4 separate regions of the Mus musculus genome follow, and regions 2, 3 and 4 are each linked to region 1. A link is a contact called in public HiChIP or PLAC-seq and promoter capture Hi-C data. All regions are on one chromosome and are shown on one strand. The core of a region is the stretch at or near the end of the contact, and the rest is flanking DNA. Distances in the headings are between cores, read along the strand shown. Region 1 holds the start of G2e3 (G2/M-phase specific E3 ubiquitin ligase). Region 2 overlaps Strn3 (striatin, calmodulin binding protein 3). Region 3 overlaps Ap4s1 (adaptor-related protein complex AP-4, sigma 1). Region 4 overlaps Hectd1 (HECT domain E3 ubiquitin protein ligase 1).

Evidence for each region. Promoter capture Hi-C pulls out the DNA fragments that hold promoters and counts their contacts. HiChIP or PLAC-seq counts read pairs in DNA pulled down with a chosen protein or histone mark.
Region 2: an H3K27ac HiChIP or PLAC-seq map of epiblast stem cells shows a contact between it and region 1. The contact joins the enhancer-like site here to the promoter of G2e3 in region 1. A contact is called at or near these places in 3 of 39 promoter capture datasets (the C10 cell line and the HPC-7 cell line), 2 of 115 datasets of contacts at active chromatin or transcription factors (epiblast stem cells and extraembryonic endoderm stem cells) and 1 of 9 other capture datasets (liver).
Region 3: a contact with region 1 is called in an H3K27ac HiChIP or PLAC-seq map of embryonic stem cells, with 7 times the contacts expected there. The contact joins the enhancer-like site here to the promoter of G2e3 in region 1. A contact is called at or near these places in 11 of 39 promoter capture datasets (the C10 cell line, the HPC-7 cell line, cranial neural crest and 7 more), 1 of 484 Hi-C or Micro-C datasets (Th2 cells), 2 of 115 datasets of contacts at active chromatin or transcription factors (embryonic stem cells and pancreatic cancer cells) and 1 of 9 other capture datasets (liver).
Region 4: a contact with region 1 is called in a promoter capture Hi-C map of pre-B cells. The contact joins the enhancer-like site here to the promoter of G2e3 in region 1. A contact is called at or near these places in 1 of 39 promoter capture datasets (pre-B cells) and 1 of 115 datasets of contacts at active chromatin or transcription factors (epiblast stem cells).

Annotation. Positions count from the first base shown.
Region 1 is chr12:51,345,291-51,349,571 of GRCm38.p6, forward strand. G2e3 (G2/M-phase specific E3 ubiquitin ligase) reads left to right here and starts at 2,940. Exons shown (of 15, transcript NM_001015099.2): 1 at 2,940-3,154.
Region 2 is chr12:51,639,898-51,643,944 of GRCm38.p6, forward strand. It overlaps Strn3 (striatin, calmodulin binding protein 3), which reads right to left. Exons shown (of 18, transcript NM_052973.2): 8 at 3,207-3,317. Among named protein-coding and RNA genes, the nearest start is that of Coch, 49 kb to the left of the region's middle. Within about 2 kb of position 2,159, at least 42 of the 459 cell types and tissues checked have an H3K27ac peak or open chromatin away from gene starts, as enhancers often do. A contact at or near this core is called in epiblast stem cells and extraembryonic endoderm stem cells, where this site is marked.
Region 3 is chr12:51,733,154-51,737,310 of GRCm38.p6, forward strand. All of the region lies in intron 5 of Ap4s1 (adaptor-related protein complex AP-4, sigma 1), which reads left to right. Among named protein-coding and RNA genes, the nearest start is that of Strn3, 43 kb to the left of the region's middle. Within about 2 kb of position 2,833, at least 107 of the 459 cell types and tissues checked have an H3K27ac peak or open chromatin away from gene starts, as enhancers often do. A contact at or near this core is called in embryonic stem cells and pancreatic cancer cells, where this site is marked.
Region 4 is chr12:51,808,900-51,812,923 of GRCm38.p6, forward strand. All of the region lies in intron 2 of Hectd1 (HECT domain E3 ubiquitin protein ligase 1), which reads right to left. Among named protein-coding and RNA genes, the nearest start is that of Gm5785, 17 kb to the right of the region's middle. Within about 2 kb of position 2,617, at least 99 of the 459 cell types and tissues checked have an H3K27ac peak or open chromatin away from gene starts, as enhancers often do. A contact at or near this core is called in pre-B cells, where this site is marked.

The DNA.
Region 1 (4,281 bases), core at 1,690-4,189:
CCTCTGAATCTGTAAGCCAGCCCCAATTAAATGTTGTCTTTTTATAAGACTTGCCTTGGTCATGGTGTCTGTTCACAGCAGTAAAACCCTAACTAAGACACCTGGTTAAATACATAATGTGTTTGCAATTGTACATGAAATAGTTATTTTATGTTTAGGTGTTATGATGTCCTGGTTATTGTTTTCATTTGGAAATTAGTTAGCAAGGAGTGAATTTATGATGACTATTCTTGGTTGTCAACTACATCTGGAATAACTTAAAGCTCAAAGACGGAGGGCACCCCTGTGAGGGATTGCTGCTTAATTTGAAGTGGGAAGATCTACTTCTAATTCAGGTCTTTGAGATAGGAAGGCACACCTGCCATTTAGATCTTTAACAACGAACTAATCTGGTCCACACTTTCTGCTGGAGCCTAAGGACACAGAAGAAGGAAGCTTTTTCTCTTTTCCTGCTTGCTAGCAAGTCTATTCCTTTCCTGGCATTGGAGCCAGGATTCCAGTGTACGCTGAAAACCAGCAGAGACATCCAGCCTTATGGTCGGAGCAACTTAAGGATTCTTGACTTCTCCGTTCCTAGGCAGCCGCTGTTGGATTAGCTGGACTTCAGCCTGAAAGTCAATCTAATAAATCACCTTTTTATATAGATTCATTCTATAAATTCTGTAAGTCTAGAGAACCCTGACTAATACAAGGAGTATTCTCAAAGAAATGTGAATACACTGTACATTTTGGATTTCTGTGGGTGGGGTGGATTTTTGTTTTTGTTTGTTTGTTTTTTGATGGTGCCACAGATTAAGCACTAGAAAAATGCTCTATCACGATGAGAAACTAGGAGTTAGACACCCTGGTTGGCAGACAGGTAAGGAGCAGGCCAAGGGAAGGGAATATAAAGGTGGGAAATTTCAAAACAGCGGGCTTCTTCCTCGCCATCTTGATTTGAGGAAAGAACCCAGCAATTTAAAACAAAGGCCCTGTAGGCTTCCTGCCTCCTCTCCGCAGGCCCCCTGCTGAGAGACTGGCAGAACTGGTTCAAGGCAAGATCAGGACCGGTTACACCACAGTTGTGGGCTAATTAACCCCCCCCCCCCCCATGTGTCTGCTGTAGGACTGTGTGTGTTTACTCAATCCCAGGAACTGCCTTCTGTAGCTGATGCTGCCTCTGGTATTGAGATTTTTGTGATGCTGACAGTTATACTCAGGATTTTTCCTGCCTTTCAATTCTTTAACAGGAAGAGACAATGAACCAATCAAGACCTCTTGACTATATCAACTGAACTACACTGCCTACCCCAGAATATTTAACTTTTTTTGAAGGTCAGCTTGAGACTTTCAGTTCCCGAGAAAGATAAAACTTACTGGAGAGAAAGTGCAACGGATTGTAAAATACATAGGAACATTTATTTAGTTTCTGCCTTCAATATATATTTAACAGGTACATAATATTAATGTGGAAAATTAAGTAGTAAAACAAAAGAAGGGCAAAATATGTGGCTATATCATTCTCTTTTCCTGTTTGTTTTGCTTTTTCGAGACACGGTTTCTCTGTATAGCCCTGGCTGTACTGGAACTCACTCTGTAGACCAGGCTGGCCTCGAACTCAGAAATCCGCCTGCCTCTGCCTCCCAAGCGCTGGGATTAAAGGCATGTGCCACCACTGCCCTGCGACTACATCATTCTTAATTTTTGTTTTTATTTTATTTTATGTGTTCGGGTATTTTGCCTGCGTGTATGCACATCTTGTGTGCTCAGTACCTGAGGAGACCGGATTCCCTGAAACTCAAGTTCCAGGTTGTGAACCATCATGTGGGTGCTGTAATTGAATCCAGGACCAATGGAAACGCAGCCACTGCTCTTTGCTGCTGGTCCTTGTCTCCAGACCTTCAATTACTGTTGAACGAATGTAAACAACCTAGCCAACTAAGATACATTCACACATTCATTTACCCTGCCTGTTTCTGTATTTAGAATATATTCCATTCCTAACACAAATTTGGCAGTATCAAATAGTCTTAATCTGAATATTCAGCTGTTTATAACGTTAAAAAAAATTCCTCCCCCTTTTGCCCTCCCTATTTACCAATCACACTGCCAGATTTGATTAATTAGTACAGTTTGCTCTCCCATCCTGAAACTTTGTATTGCCACAGGCACACACATACATACTTCAAGAGAAGGGCATTACATAGTCCTTCTAAAGTTGGCTTCTTAGTATTTCAAAATCTTATCTTTGAACGCTTTCAGTATCAGCATACAAAATCCAATAGCTGAGGAGTCATACTTTATTGTTAAACATCATTTCCCACTGTTAAAAAACGTTACATCGGTTAAAAATTACAATCTACCTTCGTGTTAGGTATCTAGATTCTAGAAATCCAGCAAATCTTTCAAGTTGTGTTTTGAAAGGCGCTGAGGAAGCGCCGCTAGGATAAATCAAGTGCGAATCCGTTCTATCAGGTGTTAGTTGACCCGCTATTAATCCTAGCTCTAATGCTTACAGTTCTGATCTTTCAGATATCTGCCTAAAAGATCTAAATGCTTGTGGAAGTCTCTTAAACCCCCTCAAATGTAATCCTTTCAGAAACTCCAGACATCTCTGGGATTAAAATTTTCATTCTGGCCCTCGCTGAAGAAAACCGACCTCCCAGAGCCAAGCGAGGAACTTTTAGGACAATAGGGAAGTGTGATGCAAAAGAATTCCTTGCGGGAGAGGGCCGGGAGAATTCGCCTTCGCGCGCCTTCTCATTAGCATGGGCAAGCCTCCTCCCAGCGTGTGGCCTGTTGGGGGGTGACTGGTGCGCTCCGCACGCCTCCGCGGACGTGCAGGACCGGGAGTTGTTTTCCTGGCCGGGTCCGCGCAGCCACCCCTGCGCGCACGCCCGAACTTCATTCCCACCCCCACCCCGAAAGCCAAGGCGCAGACGCAGCCTCCCTGCGTCCACTTCCCCGGGGAGGGGCCGAGCAGCCGTGGGTTCCGGGTCGCAAACGGAAGTGGACGACGAATTTGAATTGTGCGAGCCGTTGGATGGGGCTGAGCGGGTTGGGCGTACGGCAGCGCTGCGGTCGACGTGAGCGGTAACGCGGCGAGCCTGGGACTTGTGCCCCGCGCCTGGTGAAGACGTGCCCGGGGACAGACGGAGGTGTCACGGGCGGCCGGGTAGGTGTGAGCGGTAGGGGGCTTCTCCACGCGCTGGACGTCCGCGCCCTGCCGCTGTCGAGCCCCGAGCTGCTCTTTATTAATTAAAGAGGGAAGGGGGGAGGGCTTCACGGAGGGGTGCCCGTTGTGGCTCCCAGTTGCTCTTGAGACCGGTCCCTCACCGCAGAGAAATGACAGCCTTGAAATGCCTCGAGGGGATTTAAGCTGAAATCCGAGTATCCTTTGTGTTTAAAACCGGGGTATTTTTCTTTCACACCTTGACACTTCTTGTGTACCGCAAAAATCCGAGCCCTATTGCTCATTTAAACTGGCTACAGTAGCAGCGGTGGCTCACAGATGTTAAGTTTGCTAACAATGGGGATAGGGTCTAGTGTCACCCCCAACCCCCACCCGTTCCGTCCCGTCCCCGCTTTTCACCCTCTTCATTCATTTGGTGATTGTTATTATCGAGTTATTTTAGAGGGACTCAGTGCCTCAGGAATTGAGTTTTCTTCGGGCGTTTTTGCTTGTTTGTTTTTTTGTTGTTTTTGTTGTTCATCTTTTATGATGAACTGGACTCTCACAAACCCCGACAAAAAGCCACACTTTTTTGAATAGCTGAGATGTACACGGTAAACATAAACTTTCTTTTGAAACAAGTTATATACTTTGCCTTATTAAAAACTGACAGGTTGCTTGTGTGTTTTGTAGAAAAAAGGTAACATCCTTTTAAGGTTTTACCAACTGGGTGACGGTGTCGTTAAAAATGCTTAAACATTTTAAAGTGGTACTTAGTAACATCCGAAGTAAGACCATTTCTTCATCCTCTTTCATGCCTGCTAATGAATGCTGTTTTCGATATTCAAGTAGGAAAAAAATTAAAAAGGAAGATCATTGAAAGTGTTTTCAATGAGTCTGCCACAAAGCTATTGGCTGGCCTTTCTCAAACAGTGCAGTCAGATCTGCTAGCTTCCTAAATGGTACCAGCAAGTAACCTGTTGTAGATTTTCTGTATCCTAATGTGCCTTTTGTTTGTTTGTTTGGTTGGTTGTGTTTTGTTGTTGTTTACCCACATCAGTAAATGTCACACTTCATTGTATGCATACTCCTTCCTATAAGGGCTCCCAAGCTGATGGCCTGTACTCAAA
Region 2 (4,047 bases), core at 909-3,408, 290 kb after region 1:
TTTTGTTTTGTTTTGGTTTGTTTTTGGTTTTTCGAGACAGGGTTATTCTGTGTAGCCCTGGCTGTCCTGGAACTCACTCTGTGGACTAGGCTGGCCTCAAACTCAGAAATCTGCCTGCCTCTGCCACCCGAGTGCTGGGATTAAAGGCGTGCGCCACCACCGCCCAGCTAGAGACCTAATTCTTTTTTTTTTTTTTTTTAAGATTTATTTATTTATTATATGGAAGTACATTGTAGCTGTCTTCAGACACTCCAGATGTGTCAGATCTCATTACGGATGGTTGTGAGCCACCACGTGGTTGCTGGGATTTGAACTCTGGACCTTCGGAAGAGCAGTCAGGTGCTCTTACCCACTGAGCCATCTCACCAGCCCGAGAACTAATTCTTAAGTCCTCCCCTACACAGATACACATAGCTGATATCTGCATAAATATTTAAAAATCAGAAACAATTTTAAAGTTTAACAAAGACCAAGTTAAATGCACAGAAGTATTCTAAGAGCACGGAAGTTTAGATTTGAGAACCTAAGGTTAAGGCTAAGGATGTAAGCCAGGAGAAAATCATCTGCGTGTGTAGAACTTAAGGCTCCTACTCAACATGGTCAGAAGCCAGAGGGTTTACTCTGGATGGATGCAGAAGAACGCATCTATTATCTTAGCACTAGATTGAGAAAGAGAGACAAGGAATACAAGTTCAATGGTAGCTTAGGCTAGATTGAGGTCCTGCCTTCAAACAAATAGACTCTCTTAAGAGATGCCTACAACACATACTCTTGGGTATGTCCTAATGTACTTCTAAGTACCTCCCTTTCTCTTAATCCTCATGCTTAAATTAAACCTATGGTTAAAATACCTTTTGTAAAATCCCAACTTCATGTCTAGATAGACAGAGAGACAGAAATGCAAACAATAACAAAATTTATATTTTGTTAAAACACATAAAATACAAAAAGCTTATATACAAAAGTATTTCAGAGTTTTAGGAAAATAGTATTACATGCAAATATTAAATGCAGTTCATTTAAATGCAGTTCATTTCTAACCAGCGTTAACAGTTAAACTTTCTTTTTGTCTTTATATTCATAAACTTTAAATAAACAAAAACAAAAAGTATCACTAATATAGCTGGTCTTCAACCTCCTATATAGCCCAGGCTGGCATTGAACTTGCCAGGGCTATACATATAAATCCTGTCTCAAAACAAACAAACAAAGAAAGCAACAAAACAAAACAAAAAACCTTGAGATGCTAGATATATTTCTACTAACTCTCAAAAAGATCTAGATCTATTCATAGTGTATATAGAAGCAACATTAAAATGTTTAGCTGATTAGGTCAGTACACAGCATATAAAATATAACCCGAAGTTATTTTAAAATAAGTTATTTTCCTTCACTCAATTTGGGGGAAGGGTGGTTTACTGTTGTTTGAAACAGGGTTTCTTTGTATGGTTCTGGCTGGCTGTTAGCTCTGTAGACCAGGCTGGCCTTGAACTCAAGAGATCCATCAGTCTTTGCCTCCCCTGAGATTAAAGGCATAAGCCACCACTGCCCAGTTATTTTATTTCTTAAAAAGAATAAAATTTAAATCCTAAAATTCAAATGTGATTTTTATCTAAACTGAAGTTACCCATGCAGTAGTACTTTCACACTCAACATGCATACATTATGGGTAAATGGTGTTAAAACTAACAGAGCTCCAGTCCAGCACACAATGCTTTACAAATAAGGAGTTCACAACAGTCTGGAACTTCTTTTTATACCCATGCAACAACAACTAGTACAAAGTTATACAACTGTCAGAAGGTGGGGATTTAGCTCAGTGGTAAAGCACTTGCCTAGCAAGCATAAAGCTCTAGGTTCAGTCCCCAACACCAGTGAAGAGAGGAAGTGAGGGAAGGAAAGGAGGGAGGGGAAGGAGAGGAAACTCATTGGTGAGATTCTCAAAACTCCAGTTAACTCCGCAATAAATTAAATGATTCAAAAACGGCATTATTGAAGAAAACACTATTCCTGATATTCCTGCCATTTTATAAGGTAATGTATCTGTCACTAGAAACAGGAACAGGAAAGAATTTCTGTCTCAGTCTGTTTTGCACGTTTGTCCTTGACACACTCTTTAGATTTTGTTCGTTTGTTTGTTTGAGATAAGGTCTCCTAGCAACCACGGCTAGCCTGGAGATCCTCAGGTAGAGAAGGCTGGCCTTCAACTCAGGACCCGACTGCCTCTGCTTTGCCTTGTGAGTGCCAAAATTAAAGATATGTGTCTCTCTGCCTGCGAAGATTTATTTATGTTTGTGTGTATGGATGTTTTGCCTGTATGTATTTGTGCAACATGAGAATGCAGTACCCACTGAGCAATAATGGGCACCAGATCCTCTGGGATTGGAACTATGTAGCTGGTTGTTAGCAACCATGTACATGTGGGAATTCAAGCCAGGTCCTCTTCAAGAGGTGTAAGTACTCTTAACTTGATACACTTAAAACAACAACAACAAAGTTGGCCTACAAGTCAACAGCCAATAAAAATGTTTCAAACAAAACTTCAAGTCTCTCCATTAGTATGGCAGGAATGAGCATTTTCCTTGGGTGCTCTCAGGTATAACGCACAAAATACAAGGTTACCTGTCCGAGAGGTTCTACAGTCATACTTTCACACATAGGAACAAGCATGCAGGCACCCAAAAAGAACCAGTTATGGACTAAATAACCCTTATGATCACCACCACTTGCAGCACTGTCACTATAGTGGTGTAGTCAAGTAATTACCCAGAAAAAAAATGTGGTTGCTAATTGTCCTTGGATTATGACCACAAGCAAAGTCCTAGGAAAGGATTACCTATCCCACTTACTTAAAGATTCTCAAACTAAGAAATCCTGGTAATAAGGAATACCTTCAAGTAGAAATTATAAGAATTTGTATTGTCATTCTTTCTGAACAAATTTCTATTATTTTAAATTCCAAAGCCAATATTCCTTTTAATTTGATAAATCTTTTAAATTTTTGAAAATCTTTTTACCTTTACTTTACATATTTGAAGTGATTTTCTATTTGACCAATTATAGACCTTATATTTCAATTACACAACAGACAAAGTTTAAAGTTAGTTGCTCCCTTTATAACATAAAAAGTAAATTGCATCCAAAAAAAAAAAGCCCTTTTGTTCAACACAGCATAGGAAAATGGTAATAGTGATAACTGCACTTACTCTTCACCCCTTTCTTCCCCTTTCGCTCCTTCTTGTACTGTTCCTTCAGTTTACTTATTAGCCCCTGGTCTACATCCCAAACCTCAGCAGTTGGGGAGAGGTCATCTTTATCTACATGCAGCATATTATTAAAAGAAAAGAAATCAGCAGTTGGCAATGCAAGCTGTTGGCAGTAAACTGTTAAAGGCTTTACATCATCATAATAAAGATGTTATAATAGCATATACTCAAAACACTTTAAAGGTGCAGTCTCAAGTTTGGTATTCACAATGTAAATGTTCTTAAGTTCCTAAGTATTTAATATCATCAACAGGTAAACAAAACTTCATTTTTATATATGGCAAATTTGAGTATTTCACAAATGGACTAACATTAAAAATATAATATTAAAAAATAGACCACTGCATCTTTATAAAAATGTTAAAAAAACTATTCAGCCAGCATCATATAAGCAAATGAATGAATTGCATGCAAATTAATAAAGTGCAAGCTGTAAAAGTCAGTGCCACTTCACTGATGAAATCAGTCATGCATCCCTGTCATAATAGTTCTGCATGCACAGGGTAACTGTACTATGGCAGAAAGGTATTCTAGTCCAACATATACATAGAGTTTCCAAATACAATGTCTCAGATTATTCACACAAAGCATTCAAAGAACACCACCTGTGTCCATCCCTTCATAACCGTTCAACATTTTGTTACCTTTTTTCCAGTAAAAATAACACAAATAAGCAAATTCATATTCCACTGAAGTTTTGACTTGAGCTATTTTTTTTTTCATGGTAAAACAGTGATAAGCACAGAGAAGTTAAAACACATACTGCTCTATACTTGGTAGT
Region 3 (4,157 bases), core at 1,583-4,082, 390 kb after region 1:
ATGCTGTTCTGTGTGTATATATCTATGCATGCATGTGCTGTTCTGTGTGTATATATCTGTGTATGTATGTGCTTGGTGCCCTTGGAGGCCAGAAGAGGCCCTCAGATCCCCCCAGAACTAGAGTTAGAGATGGTTGTGAGCCACCATGTGGGTGCTGGGAATTGAACCCAGGTCCTCTGGAAGAGCAGCTTTGCTCTTAACCACTGAGCCATCTCTTCGGCCCCATGGCATTTATTCTTAACTAAGTCACTTAAAGTAATTCAAAACAAATCTGTTTCTAACTGAATGGGAGGGTAAAAAAGATTTTTGAAAATATATTTGGAAAACGACAAGAGCTAGCAGACACTTGTGCAGTTCAAAAAATTCAAGATCCACTTTGGCCTTGCCACTAACTGCCCCTTGTACTGAGCAGGACACATTAATTTTAGAGGGATAATCAGAGCAGAGAGGCTTGGGTACTGTCTCAGCCTGGCCTGGGATGCTGCCGTGGATCCGGAGAGGCACTGAGTAACCTGCCCCGTAAAAAAGGGCTTCTAGTCCCAGCTGTCCTAGACCAGCTGTGGAGCCGCTGCAGATACACACGAGCTTCGCATGAGCTTCGCTGGTTGTGTTGAAGTGTTTATGCTGACTACTGTTTACTGTTTACTGTTTACTGACTACTGTTTACTGGAAAGAGGCAGATATTTTTGTCTTTATAGACTTCGGGAATGATCCAGCTTTCTAGTTTCAACTTATTTTCTACACCAAGACCCACAGTTTGTGTTTTTATCTGTCCTTTACCTTTTTGTTGTTGTAGTGTTTGTTTGATGAGATAGGGTTTCTCTATGTAACCCTGGCTGATCTTGAACTTGCTATGACCAGAGTGCCTGCCTGCTAGCCTTAAAGGTGTGCACCACCAATCCAGACCACATGGTTCATTTCACCCTTCCTTCCTCACCATGTTGTATATTTTAGTCCAGGGTAACCATTTAAACCACAGCAGATCCAAATCTCAGGACTCACACATGATTGGTTCTCTTTAGCACGTCACCCCAGAGAATCCTGAGGCAATTTAGGGAGGCTCCGCTCTAGTTCCTGCTCTCCATGGGGAGGGCAACGCTCCTGAAGCCCACTCTTCAGTGCCAAAGAAGCTGCTGGAGCAGCGGCTGCCCCTAGGATGCTCTCTTCAGCCTCAAAGTTTGAACTCAAGTGGTTACCACATTTGAAACCTGGTTCTCACAGCACTCAGCGCCATCAGTCTTTGAGGGGCTTTTCCTGTTCTGCTCACACAGAGCTGGCAGAGTGAGGGTGAGTCTGAGTGTGGTAACAGAGAAGGGGTGTCAGAGCCCAGGAAGCCCCTTTCTTCCCTGTGCCATTTAAGGCTGAGGTTCCCTGCGCTGGGCTTTGAGAAATAGTTGAGAAATATTTACATTTCTCCTCAGCGCACACTACTGTTCTGCTTCCAGCTGAGACTTACAAAACCAGACAGATGGGATTTAAACAGGAATGTCCCAAACACGAGAAATCAATTCAGGAGTTCTGGCTTGTTGAAACCCTCACTCCAGTCCCCTTGGTGCAGTGGTGTCCACTGAGCAAACCGTCCCCCTGAGACTGAGCACCTCAGTCGCCCTATGTGGAATAAGCGCCTCACAGCATCCTCCCGAGTGCTGACTGTGACGCACCACCCCCAGCTCTTAGCTTTGCATGTGTTCTCTGACATCCAAGGTACCACTCCTTCTGCTACTATCTCTTCCAAAGCCCTCTCTCTGTCTCGTCCTACTCACGTTGTCCCTTGCGTCTTGGTTATGTTAGTCAAAAGTAGTAACAAGTTTCACGAAGCAGCAGGAGTTAGGGCTCGTCTCCCCCGGTGCTGAGCTGGGCGTGGTCCACTGGGTGAGCACTAGCCTAGCATTCCTAAGGCTCTGCGTCAACCCCAGGAAAGCAAGCTAGTAAGAAACACAGACAAACCCACAGCTTATATTCATACTTTAAATTTTTTTTTTTTTTTAGATTTGATGCATTTGGGTGTTTTGTTTGTATGTATTTCTGTGTGTCACATCTGTCCCTAACACCCAAAGGAGTTCAGAAGAGGGTTTCACATCTCCTGGCTCTAGAGTTACAGATGTTTGTGAACTGCTATGTGGTGTTCTTAACTGTTGAGCCATCTCTCCATCTCCCTAGAAGAAGTGATTTTGGTGTCTAGGCTGGGCTGTGCCTTGCAGTTGTTCTGAAATTCCATTTGACCTGTTTTGTTCCATTCTTTCACTTACTAAAGACGATTAACACACCATATTCTTATTTAACAATCCTGTAGGACTGAGTATGTGGGAAGGCAGAGGCAGAAGGGTCAGGAGGTCAAGGCCATCTCCAACTACCATAGCAAGCTCAAGGCAAGTGAGGCCACCTAAGATCCTAATCAGGAAAATAAAACATAGAAGAAGCCGATGTTTTAGGAGCAGGAGATCAGCTCTGTGTGTAGGTCACATCTAGTGTTCTGTTACAGTTTGCCTTCCTTAGAAATCCATGTTCTTGGGTTTCCATGTTGAGAAACCTGGGATTTAGTAAAGTTGTATGTGGTCTTCAGGGTCAGTCATGTTCAACCCAGGCTGAAGGAAGTTCTTTCCCTGGTTGCTTGAATTAATGGACCACAGTCCAGTTCATTCTTGCTTCCTCCTGTTCCAAATGCCAGAGCTGAACTATTTGCCTGTGTCTATTGCCTTGATATATAGGCTTGGCATATAGGATACATTTTTGGTCCCTGGCATATGGCCCAAACACTACTAATCTTGGCTCCACCAGTGTGTACAAGTTGCTCATAATCCAAATCAAGATATGAACAACAGCTGGATTCCTATTTTAAAGGAGGCATGTGACTGCAGGGAGCCGTCAGATGTCAGGCCTTTGCTTTGCATTGAGATCCGGTCTGGGTTTGCTCGTTAGGACTCCAGCCAGATAGCCAGGCAGTTGTGAGCTCACAAGACATGACCTCACTGGCTCACTCGTGTTTCCAGGAGGCTGGGAAAGACAGGCTCGCCACAGGACCTTGTCCTTGCAATGTGGGGGTGCCAGTGGCTGATATGCTTCAGCAATAAAGTCTGATTCGAGTTTCAGAACACTCCGCAGTTGTTCAAGGAGACATCCAAACAACGGCTGTTTGTTTTGCTGAAGATGTAGGAGTTTGATCAGTGAGACAATTTAAACAGATAAAATGGGATTTCCTGATACAGAGACCAGGAAAATAAGCCATTAAAGCCCACTGCTCTCCATGCCTACAGAGCCCAAGGGCCTGTTTCATTCAGCCACCCGAGCTGCTTACCTTCTTTTTATTTTTTGAGACAGGCTGCTGCTGTCTATCCCAGGCAGGCCTCTAGCTTGCTTTGAGGTGGAAAATGACCTTGAACTTGTGATCCTTCCTGTCCTCACCTCCCCAGAGTGGAGATTACAGGTGTGCATTCCTGCTCCTAGTTTAGAGGGCGCTGGGATCAAACCCAGGGTGTCACAAGCGCTAGCCAGGCAAGCACTGCCCACTGAGCTGCACCCAAGCCCAGCTTCAGCTCAATTTGCCTGACTGGGTTCCCATTTTGTAGCTTAGAAACTCTGGCCACTGGTTCTGATGAACAGAGCTGAACCTAACTTCATTCCAGTCCTACTTTGGCCTAGGACAAAGCAATCATCTATATAATTGGAAGATATTATTAATAGGTATATCAGAGCAAAGGTTTTTTTTTTTTTTTCTGGGTCACTTAGGGACAGTTCCCATCGGCTCCTGAAAAAGTTTATTCTGCTAGAGGGCTATTTGCACAGAACTTAATGAGATGTTAACAGAGTCTAATGGAAACTGAAGTCATTCACAGGCTGTCCCATTCTCTGTATTCAGACTTCACTGAACAAGTACAATAGAGACTTTGAATATCAGGAATTGAACAATGTCAGGCAATGATTTGTTTGGCAAATATTCACTAATTATAAACTCACTGGTGTTTCTAATCACCAATTTGTCCAATGAAGTTTTTCCTTTGAAGCAGTTGTTTCTTTTTTTTCAAACAGCTCTTTAAAAACAGAATCTCAGGTTTCAAATGTAAAATTAAGAAACATCCAACCATGGCAACCATCTTGCTCCATAATTAGATGCTCAGATGAAAGGATTCTCAGGGAGTCTAGTTTTCTAGTTCCTCACT
Region 4 (4,024 bases), core at 1,367-3,866, 460 kb after region 1:
ATTTCTTGCCCTCATTTCAGAAAAGCCCACGGTTGTTGATAGATAATTAAAATTCAGCTGTATTATTAGTCATCTAGTACTTGAATACTATCCACAAACAAACAAGTCCTTCAAATATCGTCTATCGCTTCCTGACTACAACCACAATTCACTGTCTATGGTCTGAATCCACTGCTAAAAATAAACTAAAAACGTTTGCTTAATCAACAAAACTGACCTCACTATAACTTTATGACATCAATGTTGAATGTCTACTGTACCTAAAATTCCCCTACTGTCTGCAATAAATATTTAACATATCATTTTTGCCTCTAGGTTATGCATTCTAATCTCTTCCCAAGAGTTCATTCTCTTCTCTCCTATTATTTTTTTAAAGGTTTATTTATTCATTTATGTTAGTAAGTAAACTGTTGCTCTCCTCAGACACATCAGAAGAAGGCATCAGATCCCATTACAGATGGTTGTGAGCCACCATGTGGTTGCTGGGAATTGAACTCAGGACCTCTGAAAGAGCTCTGAACTGCTGAATCATCTCTCCAGCCCTTCTCTCCTATTATTATTTGACTGATTTTGTTCACTCTCTTTATTTTACTGTGGGTTTGTATCTAATCCTAATCCTAACCCTAACCCACATACCACAAGGCTCACAAAGTGAAGAGCTTGCTCACAAAAAATATTTAAGAGCTTGTTCAGTAACCATAAAGCTCAGGCTGAATTATCTATCTAAACAAGGTCTCTTTGAAAGTGCTAAGAAATTGCCTATCTCTACCTCAGACCAACTCCCTATCAGTGTCTCCCACTAGAATTAGCACTGATATATTATGTAAGTACATCTAAGACACAGTACCTGCTTTATGTCTCTATAGGCCTAAATTTTCCTCACAGTTAATTAATGTCAATCAGAAAACCTAAACCAGAGAATCATCCTCGTTTCCTCCCATTCCCCAAAACTACACATCCAAGGAATCCGTTGAACCCTATCAGTCTTTTTGCTTCTCTCCATTCTTTTAAAACTCTAACACAGGACCACTTCAACCCTTAGACATCCATATAAAAATGTGCCTAGCACTAATGCTGAGAAGGATATCCATGGAGGGGAGGAGGCTATTTGGTACAGGGTACCTGAGGGACACAAGAGGAAGAGGGCAACCACGCATGAGAACTGATCATATAAATATACTAAAGATAGTGGGAGCTAAACTGGGTCTCCAGAGGCTCATACCTAAAATGCAGCATTCGAATGGCTAGAACAAGAAGGTTTCATGTGAGGTTGTGGCTAGTAAGAGACCCTGTCTCAAAAGACTATTTAAAGTGGACTGTGGAGAGCTGAGGAGGTGGTTCGGCAGTTAAGCTTGACATGTTGGAGTTTGGATCATCAAAACCCACATAAATACTGGCGACTATGAAGGCTAGCCTGTGATCCCAGCCATGGATGGAGACTGGATCCCTGAAGCTAGCTAGCTCTAAAGACTAGCCTAATAGGCGGACTTTGGTTTTGATTGGGAGATCCTGCCTTAAAGAATGGGGGAGAAGAGCCACTGAGGAAGATTGGCAACATCAACATTGGGCCTCCATTTGCATGAAGGTTTTTAATAGAGAAATGAACAGAAACTAAATATTCAAGTTTTAAACTTAAACCTCGAATGGAGACACACACCTGTAATCCCAGCACTCAGGAAGTAGAGGCAGAAGAATCAGAGTTTGAGACAATCTTGGCCCACACTGTACTGTCTCAAGAAACAAAACACTGTGACCACAATGGTATGAAAGCAATACATATTCAGAAGAAAGCCTAATGCAAGTTTGAATGCTGACCTTTTCCTGGGCTACAAATATCCTCTCATGATCTGCAGAGGCAGCCTGCCACATTAGCTCCCAGGCAGCCACAAGATCATGAGAGTAAACAACCCACACCATACAGGGGATCCTTTCTAGCAAAGGTAGTTAGCCCAACCTGGGATCTGCTTTTGGGACAATTTACCAATTACATCATAATGCAAAGTAAGCTGCCACCAATAGAATGAGACAATTGTCACCTAAGTTAGGAATAAAAACTTTTTGGCCACACATACTTGCTAGCTGGTATGGGTTTAGCATACCCTTTTTGCAAATAGATTGCCTTGCTGAGTGACTTTCAATCTGTTCACCTGTTTATTTGTTCAACATCAAAAAATTCACATTCCCAACAATCTCTTTGCTGAACTATTATTTCCAGTAAGTTTAGATGTGTTAAATGTATTTATATCTGATGTTATTTTCAACTAAGAAGAGATTTACTGAGCTACAACCCCATCTTAAGTCAAAGAGTACCTATCAGTCACAAAAAATTAATTTAAATGTTGGTGGCTATCAACAGTGTGAACTTATTAGAGCCTTCATATCCACAAAAATTACCTACTCAAAGACTCTGAAACAGTATCCAACAGCAGACAGACTAGAATAGAGGTCAGAACATAAATAGTAACACACAAGGTAGACTTCAACCTTTCTTTTCTTTCTTTAAAAATAATTTAGTGTGTATATATGCCATCGGGCTAGATTTACACATAGTATTGAGTCACCCAGTGTGGGAACTGGGAACTGAGTCAAAACCAAACTCTGTTCCTTGCAAGAGCAGCACACATTCCTAACCACTGAGCCATCTCTTCCTCCCCTTTCTCTTCTCTCACACCTATAGCTTAGAGCTGAATGTCCCTCAGACATTCAAGTGTTCAAAGCAGACTGCAGAGCTGTGTCAGTACTAAGTAGTCTCTGGGAAGTAAGGCTTAGTAGAGAAAGCTAGGTCATCCCTGGCAGGCAATAGCAGGATATAAGGGCTCCAGTCCTTTCTTTCTAGCTTCTAGACATGGTGAATACTTTTGCTCCACTCCAGAATCCCGACCACACACCCCAAAGCCAAATGAATACATACTGAAACACTTAGAACCATAAACTGAAAGGAATCTTTCCTTTTAAGTTGTTCTCAAGAATTTTGTCATAGCTATAGAGAACTAACAAACCGTAGCAAAGCCACATACCAAAACTGTGTGGCAGAAGCACACAACAGAAACTGAGAAGAAAGGGGAAATGTGGGGCGATTCCTCGGAGGCTTTCCCTCCTAAACTGGCCCCAGAGCTGGCTCCAGCATGTGTTTCAAAACCCCTGGGACCTCAGAACAAGGCTCCTGTGATCAAGAGCCTGAGAAAAATCCTGTTATCAGGTGTTCTTGTTACCTCCCCACACCCATTTTCTCACCACTTTCATCCTGAGGGTAGTCCAAGTATAAGAACAGAGCCAATACTAGCCAAGATAATGGAATAGAGTGGGGCAAAACATGGCAAAAAACCCCCTCAGAGTTAGCTTTCTAAGACTAATTAAAAGAGCTCCTGGGGTGCCAAGTGGTGGTAGTGCACGCCTTTAATCCCAACACTTGGGAGGCAGAGGCAGGCAGATTTCTGAGTTCGAGGCCAGCCTGGTCTACAGAGTGAGTTCCAGGACAGCCAAGAGTCTCATACAGAGTCTTATACAGAGAAACCCAGTCTCGAAAAAAACCAAAAAACCAAAAGAGCTCCTGGGAGCTGAAGAGTTAAAAGATGGGGGAAGAGAGAAAAGAACAACAAAGGAATCCCTGAGAGGCTAGGCAGATGTTAAGAGCATTTGAAGCTCAAGGTTCAATTCCTATGTTCAATTCCCAGCACCCACATGGCAATTCAAAACCATCTGTAATTCCTGTTTCCAGAGATGATCTGGTACCCTCTTCAGGCCTCCCTGGGTGCCAGGAACACACATGGTGCACATATGTACATGCACATATAAAATAAATAAAACTAAAATGGGAATGTGAAATGGCTCACCAGGTAAACGCCAGCAAGCCTGATGATCTGAGGTCAGTCCTTGGGCCCCAACATAGAAGGAAAGAAACACACACACACACACACACACACACACACACACACTTGAAAAAGTGAGCCAGGGGAGCTGGAGAGACGGCTCAGCAGTTAAGAGCACTGACTGCTCTTTCAGAGGTCCTGAGTTCAATTCCCAG